Regions from separate parts of the Danio rerio genome. Here regions 2 and 3 are each linked to region 1. Evidence: chromatin contacts called from public Hi-C and HiChIP or PLAC-seq data. All regions are on one chromosome and are shown on one strand. The core of a region is the stretch at or near the end of the contact, and the rest is flanking DNA. Distances in the headings are between cores, read along the strand shown.

Region 1 (4,797 bases), core at 1,539-4,038:
TAAACTGAAGAACAAATTCGCTGCTAGGTTTCGTATTAGGCTACATATTATGTGCGCAATAAAGCTTCTGTCAAGATGTTCAACCGCATCTTCTTTACACATTAACACAATCATATTTTAAAGCACGAACTCTTTCATTTAGCCAGTTATGCGTTGTTTGATCTCGGCTGGCTATGACAATTTATAAACGATTTTTAAATAACCTTCACAAATGACGAATAAAAATGTAGATCTTCCAAAAACGGCCATGTCCAGAGAGTGTGTTTTGTATGGCTTAAACTTTATTGACTCTATTGATTATCGACTGTTTACTGATCTCACAAAATTGATTTGTTAAACCTCAATAAGAGCTGGAGGCCAAGACTTCTCGATAGAACCGCTTTAAGTCTTTATGCATTTTGATCATTTGCATTAAATTTGACAATTTCAACAATAGCCGACACGATTAACAATAAGTATGCGTATTATATCATTTTCATAGTTTACAGCTAATCGTTTGAAAATGTGTTGACAAAAGATCTGACATGATTATATTTGCTAATATAACTGGGTTATAAAGGTAACAATAAAATGTTTTGGCCGTCTGTCAGCGTTCATCAGCGAATCATATTTCTTGTATCGTTTACTGCACAATCATTCATTGTTAAAATTGTGTTTATACTTTATCCGAATATCGTGTGGGGTAGATTTTCAGCTCATTATATAATTAATAGGTTACTCTGTTCATTAGCCTATATTTAAGTTTTTATTTGCTTTTCGATTCTAGCTCACTGCTACAAAGAAAAATAATATTAGATTTGATACATGACCGACTAAATGCAAGAGACATATTCGCAGGGCAAGCTTCCAAATGGGAAATACAAAAATAAAAGTGATTCAAAAGCCGATGGAATAGTGAAGGTTATGTAATTGCCACAGGCGAACAAGAAAATAGACAAAGATATATATTTGGATGATTTAGCCTATACAAATAATGAAAAGGGTAAAGAACATTTGTAGGTCTATAACTGTTCAAAAAACAAAATTAACCAATAGGCTGTGGCCATTTATCTACTCAAACTATTTTTAATTGTTTATAGAGTCGATAATTCTATTTGTAAAAATCTATTGTGCTTTTGGCTTTCGCGCTTTAATAATTTAGGCTTGTCACTTCGAATCCTTTCTATTCATATTTAAATTAATAAAGATTGTTATGCATATAGCCTACTGCTTTTCAGTAATAATTATTGACATATTTTTACCGACAAAGGGCAAGATTTAAACAAAGTGCTATTAAATATTATCTTAAACCAATTTTTTTCCCTTATAAAAATCCTTAAAATAAGGTCATTGCATGGCACTGGATTATTCTATCTTAACCAAGCACAACGACGCCCTCATGAGTTTCCCGACTATAAATTTAAATAAGTTTTTCCCCTTTTAAAAAGGTTTTCCTAAGAAAGGATGCTGTTGAATTAATCACGTATAGCCTACATGTCCTGCTGTAACTGACAAAAGGTAACAATGGCTTTCCGTTAATTAAAAAAACACAAATTATTAAAACATAACTTATAACCATAACCATACTTTAAGACATAGGCCTTATGAAAGCAACTAGTAATCTCAGCAAATAATTTATACCATTAAACCATCTTTGATTTACGCTAGTTAGTAGTTGGCCTTTTCCCAGAGAAGGGTTGCGGCTGGACGGGCACCCGCTGCGTAAAAACGTGCTGGATAAATTGGCGGTTCATTCCGCTGTGGCGACCCCGGATTAATAAAGGGACTACGCCGACAAGAAAATGAATGAATGAGTATTTGGCCTACATATGATCTATAAATTTTATTTAGCTATAGGCCTACACCTCATAACGATCTCAAAAAAATCCCATTTCTCATGCTCAATCTATAGCAACATCGCAATTAGGCTATTTTTTACGCAGTTTTGTTTTGTTCGCCATACTTTGAGAAAGGCTATGCGTCATTGACCGGGTTTAATGTTGCGCGAAATCAATACTGGCTTGTTAACTACAGTATATCACAGTTTTGATTAAATTAACTTTCATAAATCTGAACTTCATTGTGGACACAACAAGGACTGTGGATGAAGGACTGGAGGATGAATATATTAATATATTGAAATGTTGTAACGTCGCAAAAATGACTGTTTTTAACGACAAACAGCACTACACTGTTAAAAAAATAAAATAAATAAATAAACAAACAAATAATCAGGTTCCAAAAATGGTTTCTGCATTATAAACAACCACCCGACCAAACAACCGTTCAATGGCTTTTAAAAGAGCTACTGATTTAGTGTGAAGCACACTGTAATGATCTAAAGGACATTTTACGCTTTTAAAGAACCTCTTGAGAAAATAAAAGGTTTCAGAGACGTTAAAGGTTGTTTTTGGAAATAATGATGCCAATAACCTTTTTCAGAGTGAAGTCATGAACAATGTTAACTCTGAGAACTCTGAGACTAGTGACTACATGTTTGAACTGTTAAAATTTACAATTGGGATATTAAAAAAGGAAAGTCAATAAAGAGAATGTTATATCAGTGGCTGGCAAATGTAAGAGGCCGAAATCAACATTATGTTTTAAGGGAGATGACTTTGCATCTACCGGGATAAAAATGCTCAATTTTGTTATATTAATATATTAAGAAACAACAGCAATTTAGACACATACGTCCTGAAAAGCTTATATGGGTGGGCAAGACGCACCGTGTCACTAGATCTTTCGTGCTTATTGGCTCGCGCTGTGGCGGCTGCATGTGAAAGCGCACACGTACAGCAGGCTGAGCTCAAGCTATGGGCCTGTCTGAGCTAAAAGACGGGAGGTTAGGCTGATATCCTCTCGAAATCAAGGGTCTCCAAATGGATAGTGGGTGGTAAACCTTCGCGAATATAGCCTACAAAATCAGACATGGCTTTGCCCGGGATCATTGCGGTAGCGTTGTTCTCCGGGCTGCTCGTGATTCAGCCAACGCCGACGTTAGCATGGGACGCAGACCTGGAGCTTTTCGACCTAGTGGAGGAAATCCCTCAAACATTTTACGAGTTCCTGTCGGTTAATCAGGTAAGACTGATTTAATCTTTCAGATTTGTCACCTGCGCCGTTTAAACGCTGTCGGTAATGTTTAATGTGATATACGTTAACGTGTCGCAGCGTCGCCTTCAGTACGTTTAGCGCGACTGCACTCTCACCAAACTAAACAAACCCGTTTTTGTTAGCTGAATCGCTCTTTGCAGCCTGACTAGAAGGTCTCCAGACTCGGGGTGGCTGTGAAAGTACTCTGCCTCCTGCAGACCTTGGTCGGCGGTGGCCATTCACTAAGAAACCTCCAGGCTGTGGGCCTGTTCAACACAACATGACGTGTCATTACTCAGCACGCAAACGGTCATTTGAGCGATTAATTTCGCGGCTCGGTTGCTGAGGGATCTAACGTTACTTTTTTGAATCGCGACCCGTTATTTGTATAAACTAACTTAGCATTTAGTTTAACTTTCGCTCAATGTCAACAGTGCAAGTAAATACGGCTCGACCTTCGCTCAGTTTTTAATTCATTCTGATGTAAATTGAAGATGTTTTTCCCTTTAAAAGACATCTGTATTTTAGTTTTCAGCTACTCCGACACCGTTATTAACGTTACGTTAGTTTGTGCAGGCTGTAAAACCAGAGCTGCATCCTGTAACAGTATAAACAGCTGGTAAGTTAGCTGGTTAGTTACTAACGGTAGTCCTCATTGTTTACCATCATGTATAAACCCTCGGATTACAGCATGACAGTATTTGTCACGTCTTTTATTCTCAATGTATGAAAATGTAATGGCAAAGAAGCTTTTTGTTGTTGCCAATTCAATTCTGACAAAATCCAGTCCAGTCATACAATGTGTACTACTACTACGAACATGAACCTAAGCATGAATTGTGTTTTTCAGCATGTTCTGCAGTGTAAATTTTAGATTATATACGTTTCTGATTGGCAATGTTGGCAGTTAATTATTTATTTTAATGTTGATTCTGATTCTAACAGGATGCATCCTCTTCTGAGATCAGGAAGGCATATAGAAAGCTTTCTCTTATTTTGCACCCTGATAAAAACAAAGATGAAAATGCAGAAAACCAGTTTCGACAGGTTGGTGTTTTGTTGTGTTTAAAAGCGTTGTTGGAATAATGTAATTATTTGGAATACTGTAAATTACAGTTGAAATTTCTTGTCATCCAATAGTTAGTTGCCATCTATGAAGTTCTCAAGGACGAGGAAAGAAGGCAAAGGTAAAATATGCTACTTGCTTGCATAAATGTTTTTATTTTTTTATCCATTAAAAGTTGTTCTTGACACAATGTTCAATGACCATCAATAATACAGATTTCTTTGGTAACATTGAGATATGGAGTATTGATTGATTTAATTAGCCTTCGTTTATTGCAATATCAAAAACATTTAAGTATAAAAGCAATATTAAGGTATTTTTGGAGGGTATTGGTTATTGACTATAGGACCTTCTGTCCTAATGTAGCAGTGAAATGTGTAACAAGGTTTTTTAAAAGGGTTTAAGTATGGTTCATATAGGAATGTTAATAATTGATTGACCTCACACCTCTTGAGAAAGATAAATAAGACATTGTTTATACTGATGTGACTGCCTACTGTCTGTGAAATGTGTACTGCTGAAGTCTTTTCAACAATAGATTGTACAAAATACTTTCACAGATATGATGACATCTTGGTTAATGGGCTGCCAGATTGGAGACAGCCTGTCTTCTACTACCGACGTGTTAGGAAGATGAGCAATGGAGAGTTGGGCTT
Region 2 (4,797 bases), core at 1,673-4,172, 170 kb before region 1:
TGCAGCTGCTGCAGGTAAACGAGACTTGTTAAAGGGATAGTTCACCTAAAAATGACACTTTACCCAATGTTTACTTACCATCAAGGGTTTCCAGACCTCTATGAGTCCCTTTATTCTGCTGTACACAGAAGAAGATATTTTGAAACAAAGCTGAAAACCTGTAACCATTGACATCCACAGTATGAAAAACAATATGGAAGTCAATGGTTGCAGATTTCCGGCTTCATTCAAAATATATTTATGTGCGTTTATCAGAAGAAATAATAAAGTCAAACTAGTTTTGGAACAAGGAAAGGGAGAGTAAATGATGGCAGATAATATATTTTGGTGTGAACTATCCCTTTAAAATGCAGATTAAATAGTTTTGAGGTACACACTTCACACGTTAATAGCCTATTTCAATTTCAAGCTGTGACACCTTTGTAGTTGGAGCCCCTTTTGCATTCATAACAAGATCCTGGAAACATTCCTCGGAAACTTTGGTACATATTGCCATATTACTATAGATTGGTCTGTGATTTGAATCTACGTTTCCTCCACATCCAAAGAGTGCGCTTTTGGATTGAGATCTGGTGTCTGATGAGGCCGTTTGGTACAGTGAACTGTGAGCTGTCACATTTAAGAAACCAGTTTGAGATTTTCAGATGGCATGTTTGACTGCTGGAAGTAGCCATCACACAATGGGATCAGTGTAATTATAATGGATAGACATGGTCAGCAACGATACTCAGGTAAGCTGTAGTTGTAAGTGGTGTTCTAACCGGCCTATTACACCACCACTCTTCTGAATTATTGAACTGAAGGCAGGATTGATCCATGCTTTTCTGTTGTTTATGTCTAACTTTGGCCTAATCATTTGAAGACTCATCAGACCTTTTGCAGTTTTCTATTGTTCAGTTTACATGTTTGCTGTTCTCAACGGTGTTCATTCATTTATTCATTTTCTTTTTGGCTTAGTGCCTTTATTAATCAGGGGTCACCAAAGCGGAATGAACCACCAACTATTGCAGCACATGTTTTATGCAGCGGATGCTCTTCCAGCTGCAACCCATCACCCATACACACTAGTGTAATTGCACTACGGACAATTTTCACTCCAAATCCTCCAAACTTCACACAGAAATGCCAACAGACCCTGCCGAGGCTTGAACCAGTGACCTTCTTGCTGTGAGGCGATCATGCTACTCACTGCGCCACCTAGACGCCTCCTAGTGTCAGTTTAATTGTAGCAATGGTTGTGCCTGAAATTTTCATTTAATTGTGTTTGTGAAATACTCCAATATAACAACAGCCACAAAACAACTTTCTTACCTGTGTGAAGTGTGCATATGTGTGTTTGTGTATGTGAAAATGGTTTGTTTACACCAAAAAACAGACCAAAAGAAAATTACAAAAGCATATAAATGATTAGGTCTTCCTGATATAATTTTATAGGGGCTATTTTTGAGACTATTATTTACAAAAATAATAAAAATAGCAAGACTACAAACAAAGTTTCAAAATGCCATTTAACCTACTCTGTTAAAATAGTTTTAGTTAAAAATACCCCAACATATAACCCAACTATAGGTTATTATAGCTTATAAGGTTAGCTTAAGGTTATTATATATAATCTAATGCATTGAATTATTTTTATAACATGTTTTTTTTTCATTCCGGTATCACTATTGCTAGTACTACTATTAATTTTATAAGTATGGTTGTGTAAATAAATGACTTTTTTTTCCCCAAAAACATTAAAAAATGCTTTATTTCCATTACATTTTAGTTCCAGACACTTTTGGTAAAATAAATGATAAGAATCACAAACAATGAACAAACAGAACAAAAAGCAGACAGTTATAAACTGTCCAAGCAGAAATTCATGTGTTGATAGAGCAGAATCTCTGTGTGTTGTAGAGACTCTCCAGCAGCTGCAACAGGCTTCACTCCGTGTTCACAATGTACAATACATTTTAAGCACATCTAAATGCTTCTAAAAGATGGTCTTGGATGGTGAAACGGATAAAAAAAACAACAACACGGAGAGGTAATTTGATAAAAAAATAACAACAATATTTTACGTTATAGTTTAAATAAACTTTTTATTGCTAAAACAACATTATGCACACATTAATCCAGCTGAGTTGTGTCAGTTAAATCAATTGACTGTTGAAATTCAAAATTTTTACCCAACTGGTTGAGTTATTAAATAAAACAAAAGTTAAATAAAGGTAAATAAAGGTTAAAAATAACCCAACAAAGCAACAAATATTTAACTCAACTAGTTGAGTTATTAAAAAAAACCTAATAAAGGTTAAAAATAACCCAACAAAGCACCAAATATGTTTAACTCAACCACTGGGTTAAATAAATAACTTAACGTTTTTAGAGTGTAGTTATAAAGATCCATTTGTTACATTCCAGCTTTCAAATAGGAAAGCACGAGTTTTTAAACAATAGTCTCAGCAGTTAATTCATCATTTGCCTCTGAGACTATTACATTCCCTTCCATAGTATAGGCTACTGTCTGGCATGATGACGAATGATCCATTACAGTATGACGAGCAACAGGTGTGTGTCTTGTGATAGCAAGAAGGCGCCAAAGCGCGAGGTGTGTTGCATCATCTATAGTCTGATTATATATTGATACTGGGGTTCCGTTCCGTCACTTTAACTGTTTTACCATTTAATTGGTTTCTATTATTAATCATAATCAATTTACATAATACATTTAGACATAGAAATATAATAAAATATGCGTGTATTAAGCACAATCCTATCTATCTATCTATCTATCTATCTATCTATCTATCTATCTATCTATCTATCTATCTATCTATCTATCTATCTATCGTGAATGATCAATCGGATGAGGCTGGAGGAGTGAAGTTTCCGCCCCTCCCGTAGAGATGCTCACAGCTGAACTCCAGTGGCAGCCTCAGTAACACACGTCCCCTTGGAGACTACAGCAACACGTGATGCGTCTACTTATCACGTTCACTGAGCAGCGCTCAGGAACACACTTTGAGGAAAAAGTCACTTTTCTGACCCTCATTCGTCGGAAGTTTCGATGGTCATCATTCCTTTAGGGAGCTAACACCGCGGGCGATGCGAAGTTTTCAGTTGGCGAACTTTGCACATCCTCAAATACGCCATTTTGATCGCTCTCCGGAACAAGTTTGCAGTTTTTTTTTCGAAGTCCATCATCACTCTTTTCACCATCACCATGTCTCCGCGCAGCCAGCCCAACCCCGACAAAGTCATGCGTAAGTACTGAGCTCTTTTCTACTTGTTGTTGATGTTTACGCTCTCCATCTTCTAAACTTTGTTGGATGCACACTTTGTTGGAAGTTTTTAAACTTGGAAGGCCGAAGATGTTGAGATGATGTCCGATCTTTTTTTTCTTCCTCGCACGGGGTTTGTGCTTCCTCGTTTCGTTCTCGCATCCAAAGGTTGAACGCCTGACTACAGGAATTCACAGCGCACATGTATTCAACAGGCATACCTGAGTCAAATTAACCACTTTATTCCACCACAAACCCAATGTCACTAGTGTGGCTTTATCTCTCATTTGACGAAATAAAGTTTAGTTCGTATAAAAGTTCGAAAGCGAGTGTTTTACAGTGAAGCGAAGCATCCACATGAACTTTGATCGAGGCTAACGCGTGGGGGTTGGACACGCTTCCCTTTATATTTTGACCTTGTCGGGACATGTTGTATTTACGTTTCATTTGCTCTTTCGACTTTTTTTGTCACCAAACACAAGTAATAATTGTTCACAGAGCAGCATCTTTTCGTGTGTCACACTTTGCAAACTTGGTGTTTGGGAATGTCAGAAGTTTTAAAGGAGGAAGTTCGCTGTCGTCGTGACTCTTTGGGTTGGGTTTGCTGCATTAGATGAATAAAGTCGGCGCTACAAGAAAAGTCGTGTTTTATATTTGAACCAAGCGTCCACATCGACGAAAGAGCGTTAACAATCTGAATGAGGGATGTGTAATTAGTCGGATGCATGGTTTTTGGTGCGGGTGTTTCGGTAGAGGCTGTGCTCGTGCGCTCCTCCTCCCATCATCCTCTGTTCGTCCTCGCGTCTCTTTGGAGAGTCTGAATGTGCAGAGATCCGGATGAGCAGTTCACATTCCTCTACCAAATTCAACACTGGGCTCCAGGAGGCCTGCAGCGGCAGCATCTTTTACTCGCTACGTCCTCTCAGTTTGTTGACTTTTAATCTGCATCATGGTTGTTTTGCACGGTGCATTTATGGGTGCAACAGCTGAGGCAGATTTGATGACATTATAAGTTTGTTACTTATCTATCCTTAGGTTGTATATTAGTGTTTCAAAGTAGTAAATTGTACATTTTGGGGCACTATGAAACTTTTAGTACTCTGTTACATGTCATTAGTAGCCATAAAAGTATTTTTTAAAACTTATTTATAAATTATTTCTGTGTGTAGCTTTCTTACATTGTCACCTTGTAATATCAATGATATGTTATTGTTTATGATGATTTAGAGTATATAAACTGTGGTATATAATTTATAACAAGGGTTGTCAGCCTGGGGTCCCTAAAGGACTCCAGGGGGTCCAGAGAGACCATGGGCTGTATATAATAAGGAATAAATTATATTTGTAGCAAATAATTCAATAAACAGTATCTTCTGCATAAAATGATTTAATAATGGTATTTTAAATGTGAAAAATGCATAATCTAGAGCAGTGGTTCTCAAACTTTTTTCACCAAGTGCCACCTCAGAAAACAATTGTCTTTATTATTGTCAGGCACTTTAAACATTTTAAATAGTTTGAACATGAACAC
Region 3 (4,797 bases), core at 1,433-3,932, 180 kb after region 1:
GATGTACAGTTCAATCCTGGGAAGGGCCGCCTTGATCCCCATGGTTAACCTTAAGAGAAGTCTGAACATTAACATCTGTTGACACTCATAATCAAATTATCCAAAGATCACTGAAGGAAATAAACACGGTACATACAATGAAAACTTACTGATTCTAGATAAGTTTACCCAAAAAAGGAATTGAGTCATGCTTAGATGTTGTGTTTATGACTTTTTTTCCTAACACAAATTATATTTTGAAGAAAGTTTTTTAACTAGTTGTAGAAAATACTGTGAATTTAAACCAGTTGCCAACATTCTTCCTTTGTTTAGCAGAAAAAAGAAGCTTGAGCATGTTTTCAACAAGTGGTGGTTGATGATGATGATGATGATGATGATGATGATGATGATGATGATAATGAGGATGAGGATGATGATGAAGTTGATGATGATGATGATGATAATGGTCATGAACACTTGGTAAATAGTTTTTTGTTGTTCATCTGTTTGTCGTGAAATATTATATTAACCAATTATATTTGTTTTGGCAGTTACATGTCAAACGTCACTGACTCCCCAGTTTATCCACTGATCCGTCTCTTCTTTCAGACACTTTACAACCAGGTCAAATAACACTACATTAATAGTTTTTGGAATTTAATAATGTTTATTCATGCTACGTGTGAAATTTTAGCTCTAAAAAGAAAATAAAAAACATAATTAAATGCTGAAGCAACAGCTTACGAAGGTATAGACTCAAAAGAATTGCTTTTGCTGCTTGTTCAAAATGAATGGTGTTTATGCACACTGACTTTTAATTCAGTCAGCCAGCCCCAGGTCTTCATGTTAATTTTCATCTCATACAAAAAGATCAGATTTTTTGTATTTAAAACTGCAATCTTCACTTCCCGGCTGAGATACGATATAAAGTGGATATCAGACCAAACATGAAGCACTGCATTAAATTTTATATTTCCACACATGGAAATTAATTTTACCCCAGTATTTTCAATGGAGTTTCTGCGCTGAACAGCAGCTAATGACGGTGCCTGAGTTTAAACAGTTTTTCGTCTATTTTTGTGCTTTCACAACCAAATGAATGAAGTCTATTTAACTGATTATATTTTAATTATATTACAACATCCATGCTGTAAAAGGATCCTTATGAAACATAAAACTTTCACCGAAAGTTCATAATTGGCTAAAAAACACTTGCTGTGTATATAGCCAACTAAAATAACACATTTTTTTATGGAAGAACTTAATTGTTTTATGTTCAATCTACTTAAATTTGTAAATTTCTTAACTTGTAAACTTAAAACTTGTAAATTCTTTGTAAAAAATTTTTTTTTAAAAATGTAAAATTGTGTAAAAATAATTGTGTAAAAACCCAGAATTTTTTACAGTGTATGGGCTGAGGGAAGTTTGCATCCAATGATATCAGGTGGCAAACATGTCCGGTCACAGAAGACTTCTTAGGGGGGCATATTAATATTAATAAACCTAAAAATAAGCATGTTCTGGGAGTAAAACTATTATGTTTATATATTTAATAGAGTAAAAAAAGGTAATACATTTTTTAAACAGTATTCATAATTTGCAAGTGACACTGTCAAAAGACATGGCATGGTTCTTGACACTCATATAACAAGATGTCTTACCAGCCGAACTAGTTTGTAAAGTCCAATTCATAAAGAAGCAGTGGGTCTATATTTACATTCAACACCAGTGTAGCCTATAATGGTACAACAAAGGGATATTGGCAATTTTATCTCATATATGAGCATAAACTTTGTTAATATATCATTTATTTACACCTTTTCCAGGACTCCAGCAGGCCCTTTTTTGCCTTGAAAGAGCAACAAAGTACCTATGGTATTTGTTACTGTATCAACAGTGTGTCAAGTTTTAAAATCACCAAAGCTGTCTTTTTTCATCAGTGAAGACACTCACTAATTATAGGCTTTAAAGATCATCGAGTCTACATTTTACATGAGGACGCATTTTATTTTGCGCATTTCACTAACCCTAATACGATGCTAAGCAATCCATTTGCAATCACAACAGGGATATAGGCTATACAACAAAAATGATCACATCCAGTCTAATTCTCAGAACTCAAGACCGTAAAAGCCAGTGACTTAAATGGGAGTGTCTGACTTCACAGCTCCGCAGAAACAGCACAGTCAGCTGCACCGTACAACCTCTTCCTATTTTAGCCCGAGCAGTTGCTCGTGTACAGTGCGGCAGCTGCAGCGCAATGCGATCTCCCACACATCAGGAGATCCTTCGGGAGTCTGCAAAACCGGCCACTCAACTCCCCGAGGAGCCCTCTTGACTGTCAGTTTATTTCTTAAGTACATTTAATTAACTAACAACCCCTTGCTTCATTACAATCAGACTTGTATCGGTACAAATAATTCATAAACACGCAAAATCAAAGCCCTGGGGAATGTAAATGATGCTGCATAGTTCTAATCACCCACCCATACATGGGACTGTTTACAACAGCGCGTAGCCTACAGTAAGTACAGTAAATCAAAAGGAAGTGCACTTGCTCAGTACTAACCTTGTATCTGCCTTTCACAGCCGCTCAGATGTTTGAAGGCAGATGTCAGCCCCCGCAAAATTTGGAAAAAAAAAGAAAGAAAAAGGGGGGTGAGTATGGGCTGCTCCCTAATACATCCGTCCCGGTGTGCCAGTGCCGATGGTGCACTGAGAGGCAGCAGAAGCTGGTGTGGATGTTGCGGGAGGGGGTGGACGGAGTGTATTTATAATCAGGACGGGAACTGCAGAGGGGAGGCACCAGAACTGTCCGTCAAGCAGGCGCACATATTCAAGGAGCATCGCTAAATTGTACAGGTGCGCGATGCCCGGATGCATGAGGAGGACTTGCTTTTGTTGTTGTCCATGGGATGGTGGATTTCTTGACTGGTTTCTTCGGCAAAAACTTCAGAAATCTTTTAGGGATTAGGACTTGTACTTTTCTCACAAAAAAATAAGTCTTTTGATCTTGTTCTGCGACACGCTGGCGTAGTGGTTAGCACTATTGCCTCACAGCAAGAAAGTCGCTGGTTTGAGCTGGTCCAGTTGCCTTTTCTGTGTGAGTTTGCATGTTCTCCATGTGTTGGCATAGGTTTCCTCCGCGTGCTCCAGTTTCAGTCCAAATACATGTGGTATAGGTGAAATAAATAAACTTAATTGGCCACATGTGTGTGAATGAGTGTGTATGGGTGTTTCACAGTACTGGGTTGCAGCTGGAAGGGCATTCGCTGTGTAAATGCTGAATAAGTTGGCGGTTCATTCCGCTGTGGTGACCCCTGATAAATAAAGGAACTAAGCTGAAGAAAAATGAATGAATGGTCTTGACATACTTTTTTAGTATGTCTCTTGGTTCAGTCAAAACTTTCTAAATAAATTATGTCTGGAAAATGTAAAGCAATCTTGCATTCACTAAAGAATATGTTTGCTCATGCAGTTAAATTTGCTCTGATTTAAAAAAATAAAAATAAAATCTCACATTTTAGTGCCCACATATACATTTAAACAAGTGTTTTTGTAGGCTGACGATACAGTGGCGCAGTATGCTGTCGCCTCACAGCAAGAAGGTCACTCATTTGATCCTCGGCTGGGTCAGTTGACGTTTCTGTGGGGAGTTTGCATGTTCTCCCTGTATTTTCGTGGGTTTCCTCAGGGTGCTATTTCCCCCACAGTCCAAAGACATGCAGTACAGGTTAATTGGGTAGGCTAAATTGTCCGTAGTGTATGAGTGTAAATGAGTGTGTTTGGATGTTTTCCAGAGATGGGTTGCGACTGGATAGACATCCGCTGCGTAAAAACCTTGCTGGATAAGTTGGCGGTTAATTCCTTATGGCTATATTAAATGCAAGTAGAGTGTCTTCAAATAACCTTTGTAAAAATAAAATATAAAAATGTGGACAAAATGTTTTTTGCCTTTCATTGTATCAGATTCATGTAGAAAAGAAACATAATTTTGACCTGTACTATGGGATGATAACTGGTTTCAAGGTTTACTGCAGTTTGGAAAAGTCAGAGATTTTAAGTTTTCTGTTATACCGTTTCTAAGGTATATGTACATTTTTTTATGTGTTGTAAAGAAAATTATTTTTCAAACTAATGGAGACAGCAGAAGTCAATGATTGATTTTAGTAATTTAGTCTGAGGTGTTTACTGTTCACGATCGCCTCACAGCAAGAAGGGATCTGCTTCGAGCTGGGTTAGTTGGCATTTCTGTCTGGAGTTTGCATGTTCTCCCCATGTTCTCGTGGGTTTCCTCCAGGTGCTCCGGTTTCCCCTACAAGTCTAAAGATATGCAGTATACAGGTAAATTGGGTCAGCTAAATTGTCTGTATTGTATGTGTGTGAAAGAGTGTGTATGGATGTTTCCCAGTGAGGGGTTGCAGCTGGAAGGGCATCTGCTGTGTAAAACATGTGCTGGATAAGTTAGCGGTTCATTCCGCTGTGGCGACCCCAGATTAATAAAGGGACTAAGCTGAAAAGAAAATGAATGAAACAGTGTTTGCTGTTATAAAATATTTTAAATGTTTCCTAAAATAAAAATATAATGTATTCAAAGGGAAAAACATTTCTTGTTTTTTTTTTGCCCATACATTTAAGAAGAATATATTTTAGCGTAGTAATTGCAATGAAACTGCAATATTTTTATCAAAGGTTATCATGCTGAGATTGGAAGCAACACAACCCTTAGATATATTTGTAAAAAAATATATGATCAATTGGTCAACTTGAAAGCACATGTCTTTTGTTCATTGTAACTAATTAAACTAAGTCAATCAT

Evidence for each region. A called contact is a pair of places that touch in the nucleus more often than the background predicts. HiChIP or PLAC-seq counts read pairs in DNA pulled down with a chosen protein or histone mark.
Region 2: a contact with region 1 is called in a Hi-C map of hematopoietic stem cells, with 2.4 times the contacts expected there. The contact joins the promoter of rreb1b here to the promoter of dnajc1 in region 1. A contact is called at or near these places in 2 of 18 Hi-C or Micro-C datasets (hematopoietic stem cells and an unstated tissue).
Region 3: a contact with region 1 is called in an H3K4me3 HiChIP or PLAC-seq map of embryo, with 2.4 times the contacts expected there. The contact joins the promoter of hhatla here to the promoter of dnajc1 in region 1. A contact is called at or near these places in 2 of 4 datasets of contacts at active chromatin or transcription factors (caudal fin and embryo).

What each region holds. Positions count from the first base shown.
Region 1 is chr2:24,395,096-24,399,892 of GRCz12tu, forward strand. It overlaps dnajc1 (DnaJ (Hsp40) homolog, subfamily C, member 1), which reads left to right and starts at 2,789. Exons shown (of 12, transcript NM_001077535.1): 1 at 2,789-3,063; 2 at 4,021-4,122; 3 at 4,216-4,262; 4 at 4,702-4,797. The coding sequence starts at 2,911. It also overlaps a transcript of bmi1b not described here.
Region 2 is chr2:24,220,048-24,224,844 of GRCz12tu, forward strand. It overlaps rreb1b (ras responsive element binding protein 1b), which reads left to right and starts at 2,923. Exons shown (of 13, transcript XM_678293.11): 1 at 2,923-3,248.
Region 3 is chr2:24,572,760-24,577,556 of GRCz12tu, forward strand. hhatla (hedgehog acyltransferase like, a) reads right to left here and starts at 2,683. Exons shown (of 12, transcript NM_200887.1): 1 at 2,549-2,683; 2 at 1-49. The coding sequence starts at 42.